Regions from separate parts of the Mus musculus genome. Here region 1 is linked to region 2. The links are chromatin contacts, called in public Hi-C maps. All regions are on one chromosome and are shown on one strand. The core of a region is the stretch at or near the end of the contact, and the rest is flanking DNA. Distances in the headings are between cores, read along the strand shown. Region 1 overlaps Ica1 (islet cell autoantigen 1). Region 2 overlaps Umad1 (UMAP1-MVP12 associated (UMA) domain containing 1).

Region 1 (2,700 bases), core at 49-2,548, 320 kb after region 2:
CAGCTTCAGCTACTACTTCGCAGTAAAGGATTCAAAATAAAAACCAAACCTACCCATATTTTCCAGGATGGAGATTGATGGCATTAAACGATGGCAAATGTTTCTATGTTCAAACCAAATGACGAAGAACTTGGTTTCTGTTTCAGTCTTAAACAGCTAGCAACCACCTCCCACCAAACAAAACCAGATAAACACAAACACCCACAAAATTCTTTGGCCTTCCAGAATAACTGTTTTCTTGTCCTGGCACACTGGAGGGACCCAGAAACTCTGCACTGAACAAAGGGCTTGCAAGCAGGTGTTACTATGAAACTGCCTGTGCCACTTCTAGGTATACTGTTTGACTTCCTTTGTCTCTTGGTGGGGAAATTGTATCTATTTTCAAAGATTCTGGCTTCCATTTCCTTGTTCGACCTCAGGTTAGCTACCTACCATGGGTCTTTCTACAAAAGAAAAAAAAATGTGTGTTGATTATGGTAAACATTAAGGCTGCACGTCATCAGCAATGTGCTCTGGAGTCAGTTTTTTTTTTTTCTCTCATTCTTTCTTTTTCCTAATACCAATTCCACCCCCATTATCCTCAATCCCCAAATAAAATACTAATGACAAAATAAATGACTGGCCTAATTACGAAGTCAGAAAACTTGCAAAACAGCCTGGGGTCACCAGCATCTAGTTACCGAACCAAAAACATTTGATTTGTTTACTACCATGACGTCTGATATTTTTTTTCTCTTTCAAAGGATGAATGAGTTCCATTTACATCTTCTTCGAAGATGAGATAAACTTCACAGTCTCACCTCTGCCTGGGCAGCCAGCCTGCCTTTCAGAGAAGGCTTATGCTGACATGTTAAAAAAAAAAAAAAAAAAAAAAAAGGAGAGAAAATGAGGCTGGTTCCCTTCACAGGGAGGGAGTCTGAACTACAAACCAAGAAAAACTTCCAGAGGAATTTCTGTTGCTCTAGTACCTAGGTCAAGAAGCAGTGACCACTGTCTTGAACAAGAGAAGCTCTTTTGGTCTGTTCCTTGACTCCCGGCTCAACCTTCTACATACCAGCCAGGGTTCCAGGTTCATAGTTCCAAAGTGATGTCCCTAAAAAGGAGTCTAAGCCTTTTAAACAACATTTCTAATTATGAATGGATCAGTTGAAGTGACTAAGGGAGTTGACACAATATTATGCCAAGCCCAACATTTGGCCCCTTTTTTTCTTTTATGCCCTAAAACACACTCAGTTGCCCAAACAAAGAACTACCAAGATTGTACAAACCACTACAGAATCAGGCCACATGTTCACATGTTCAGTGTACGGCTGCCACCCAGTGGTAGGTTGGATTCCTGTGGACAAAAGGCTCCGACTGGCTACATTAACACAATGTAATTTTTCTTCTTATTTTTTTCTTTTTTAAGGAACCGAAGATTATTATTCCTCAGGAAAATTAAACAGAATATTCATTTTCTTTTGCTCTAATGTTGCTCAGAGAAATTTCTGAAGGGATCAATAGCAGGGAGAGTCAATACCATTCTAGCTAACCACACAACTATATCCCAGAGCCTCTGAATATGTCATAAAAGAACTGTTATTGTTTTGCTGGTTTCAACATGAATCATCAATTAGAAAGACTTGTTAAACAGCCTAGTTTCACTTTCTAGATGTATGTGCTCTGGATTTTTAGTTATGCATGAAGAGACATCTACAAGTGACAACCTTATAAAAAAAAGTGCACATTATATGAAAATCTGACTTCAATTAAAACCAGCTACAAAATCCCAGCAATTTCCAGCTGTCTCCTCTCTTATCCTTAGAGAATTATATATCACATTAATTGCTATTCTGTCACATTTTTAAAAAAATGTCAGCAATGGTTAATTGTATCCTTGGTGCTTTTGAGTTATGTCTGTTTTACCAGAGGGATTCAAATCACACTTGGTTGCCTTCTAGCAAGGTGGCCATTTTGACAACCCTCAAAAAACTTCTTACCTTCCTGAACTTCTCCATTTGCTTGTAGAGGTCTGGATCAAGTTCCTGAGACACATCCTTCATCCACAACAACGCTCCTCTGTATTCTGTCCTGTACTGCTCCATGCGGTTCACTGTCAGCCAGGTATCAGAGATGGCCCGATGTCTAAAAGTTTCTACTTCTTGGTGAAATCGACACAAAGGGTTTCTCAAGGCCAACCTGTACAAGAGGGCATAGATATAATCATAAAACAAAGGAAAAGAACAGTTCCAAATTCTGATATTCTGCACGCATCATAAACCCATGAACTTAGACCACTGTCTAAAACGCACATGTCTTGTCAGGAGACAGATACTAATCAAAATGTGAGTGAAGGTGGGATCAACCAGAGATTGCCCACATTCTGATCCTTTCATTTTCAGTGAACTGGACCATTGGGAAGCACTCCATTTGTGTTGCTGGGCGGCCTCAGGCCTGGACAGTATTTATTTGAAGTTGCAACAAGCCCGTGTCAGTGAAGGATAGTCACAGCGTGGCCATTCCTGTTTCCATTCCTGGCTACTCCGTCTCTTCTGTTGCTGAATTTTGGGCCCTGTGTGGAGGGTGGAATGGGATAGGCATGACTTGGGTATCCTTGACCTGGCCACCTTTATTACACCTCAATCAAAACCTACAGTTTGTTCTAGTGGAAACAAGACTAAGGCTTGGACTTTTTCTTAAGTGAGTTGGGAAAGAAGAAAG
Region 2 (2,700 bases), core at 15-2,514:
CTTCCTACTTCTCAACAGTCGAGGTCCACCCAGAAGCTTGCGACTATATAGAGTCCCGGAAATGTCCTCATTCCCCTTTCTAGCCTCTGATATCATCTCTTAGCATAGAATCATGTTAAATGGGCACGAGGCTTGTGTTTGAACCAATTAAAGGGACAGTACCTTTAACTTGCTAAGAACAGATTGCAGCTCAAGTCCTAGCCATCTGGCACCTTCTTGCCCTTGTCCCACAAGTGCTGTGGGCTAGAAAATGTGGGCAGTGCCAGTTGCTGGACGATTACCCACAAAGGGCTTGCTTTGGGAGGAATCATCTTCCTGAACACAGAGCAGCGTGCTGTCCCTTTAAGTTCTGAAATTTAACTGAATATATTTGGTGAAGGTAAAGCAGTTATTTTAAAAATACATTATTCAGGGATCACAGCGGTGCTTTCAGGGATTAAAATAGTCTAAACAGTATGTAATTTCAGGGTTTCTAAGATCTGCATAGAATTAGCATATCCAGCTGGATATAAAATGATACGTAATACAACACCCACCCCACCCCACCCCACAAAAAAACTGGTTTTCTCTGCATTGTATGTGCCTTCTTTGGTTGGGAGAGAAAGATAAAGTATTGTATAGCCTCCTATAGGAGATACTGTAAGGGCTTCAGAAACAAGTGCACTCTACATTTGAAAGGCTCCCTGTTTTCTTCGCAGGTCAGATGAGCAAGATGCAGAGAATGGTGGGTAAGCATCCCAGAGATTAAAATGGTACCTACCTACCACATAAAGAAAACTTAATGAGATGTTATCTAAGATGACTGGCAAATAAGTGCCATTCAGTGTGAGCTAATGCCTGCAGTCCTGGAAATAAGCCCACCTTACAATTTACCTAGAAGAAAGTTAGCAAAACTAGATTCAGTAACAGCTAGTATAATTTACTTCTTAATAATGTGTGGGAGCTCTTTTTCTAAACCGCTGTATTTCCAACTTCATAGGCAAACTGTGAATTATTTAGTGTCTTCAGAGAATTCCCATCATTGTCTCACCTGCAGAGAGCTGGGGAGGATAAACTGAATCTTTATTTAACTCTAAATGTGATTTCTGTACATTTAAGACCACTTTTAGAAATTATACGTATACACTTTTGTGTCAATTTAGCAGTTAAAACTGTAGCAATTATTTCTGGAAGGCAGAAAGAAAAACTGCACTCAGGAAGGTTCTGAAAGTGGCTGTCTGCAAACTGGTGAAATCCCGAGCCTCGGAAAGCCACATTTGCTTATCCAACAGCACATGCGCACCTGGGCCCCGCAGAGCTGTGCATGCTGCGCCTGCCGTCCAGCCCCAGCCTCTCTGCTCCCTGGCCCAGACATCATGGAAACAAAGCTGACTCGTGAGGGGAAAGAACTGTGTGCGTCCCTTCCCTGTCACATTTCTTCTTCTAGCTCTGCCAGCCAGCAAGTGGATTATATCTACACTTGATTCTAAGGAGCAGTTTGCAGCAGGTGGATTGTATCTACACTTGATTCTAAGGAGCAGTTTGCAGCAGGTGGATTGTATCTACACTTGATTCTAAGGAGCAGTTTGCAGCAGGTGGATTGTATCTACACTTGATTCTAAGGAGCAGTTTGCAGCAGGTGGATTGTATCTGCACTTGATTCTAAGGAGCAGTTTGCAGCAGGTGGATTGTATCTACACTTGATTCTAAGGAGCAGTTTGAGTTCCGGTGCCCACTGAAGCCAGGGCCGTCAGATGCCCCTGACAAGTCCTGGTGTTGGGAATCAAACTTGAGTCACCTAGAAGAGCAGTATTTGCTTATCTTTGTGAATATGCGTCTTTCTTAATTCCCTTCTCTCTCCAAACTTTGCCATTACCAGAGGAAAGTTCTACTTTATCATATTGCTATTAGTGGAAGCAAAGCAAAAATCTTAACACAACACTACAGATTCCCTGGATCATTTCTAATGGATATACCAGCTCACACCATACAGGGGACAGCAATCCAGAAAGAAATCCTTAAATCCTTTCAGTTTGGCCCCAAATTTCACCTCCAAACTGAATTTGCTATTTTCAAACAATGATATTCACAATTATTTTAATATATTTAGTATGGTTATTCTTATTCTGTTCATAATACTGATACTAAATTTTCTACATTTGTTACAAATCATAGAATCTAATCTGTTGTATATTTTTTTACTCTAAGAACGTCAATATTAAATTCTTAATTCCTATAGAGCTATAACTTCTGAAAAGATGAAATGGCCTGCCATTTTTCTCATTAGCTAAGTGTTTGTTTCTTACATATTCAAGACCACTATAAAGATGGGCATTCTTCCATTATAGAAATTCTTTTCATAACTTGAGTTTGCACACTCCTTGGCCACTGCTCCTACAGTTCCCAGGTGCATCAATTAAAAGTTGTTTCCTGTGGATCACGTCAGGAAGAGTTCAGAGTCTAAAGCTCTTCATATTGTGGCTCGTCGCTGCTGCTTCACCTGTCCAGTGAGCTTGTGTTTCAGAGAAGAGAATGGAATCCAGGAAGTCTGAGAGCCTTGCTGAAGCCCTGTGGTGCAGCAGGGAGCACTGGCACCCAGGGCCAGGCACTGACTTTCATCTAGAAATCCACAAATAATGGTATATAGCTCTAGTTCTTAATAATTCCATTCCCTCTCCCTGAAACAATGGGAATGCTGTGGAAGGGTAGTCAGGAGTTATT

The links. A called contact is a pair of places that touch in the nucleus more often than the background predicts.
Region 1: a Hi-C map of double positive thymocytes shows a contact between it and region 2, with 4 times the contacts expected there. The contact joins two enhancer-like sites. A contact is called at or near these places in 1 of 15 datasets of contacts at CTCF or cohesin (large pre-B cells), 16 of 484 Hi-C or Micro-C datasets (the CH12 cell line, the G1E-ER4 cell line, the N1E-115 cell line and 13 more), 1 of 115 datasets of contacts at active chromatin or transcription factors (cardiomyocytes) and 4 of 9 other capture datasets (adipose tissue, embryonic stem cells, liver and 1 more).

Annotation. Positions count from the first base shown.
Region 1 is chr6:8,735,038-8,737,737 of GRCm38.p6, forward strand. Ica1 (islet cell autoantigen 1) reads right to left here. Exons shown (of 14, transcript NM_010492.3): 6 at 1,980-2,178. Among named protein-coding and RNA genes, the nearest start is that of Ica1, 42 kb to the right of the region's middle. Within about 2 kb of position 1,299, at least 57 of the 459 cell types and tissues checked have an H3K27ac peak or open chromatin away from gene starts, as enhancers often do. A contact at or near this core is called in the CH12 cell line, the G1E-ER4 cell line and double positive thymocytes, where this site is marked.
Region 2 is chr6:8,412,912-8,415,611 of GRCm38.p6, forward strand. All of the region lies in intron 3 of Umad1 (UMAP1-MVP12 associated (UMA) domain containing 1), which reads left to right. Among named protein-coding and RNA genes, the nearest start is that of Gm46952, 69 kb to the left of the region's middle. Within about 2 kb of position 1,265, at least 49 of the 459 cell types and tissues checked have an H3K27ac peak or open chromatin away from gene starts, as enhancers often do. A contact at or near this core is called in the CH12 cell line, the G1E-ER4 cell line and double positive thymocytes, where this site is marked.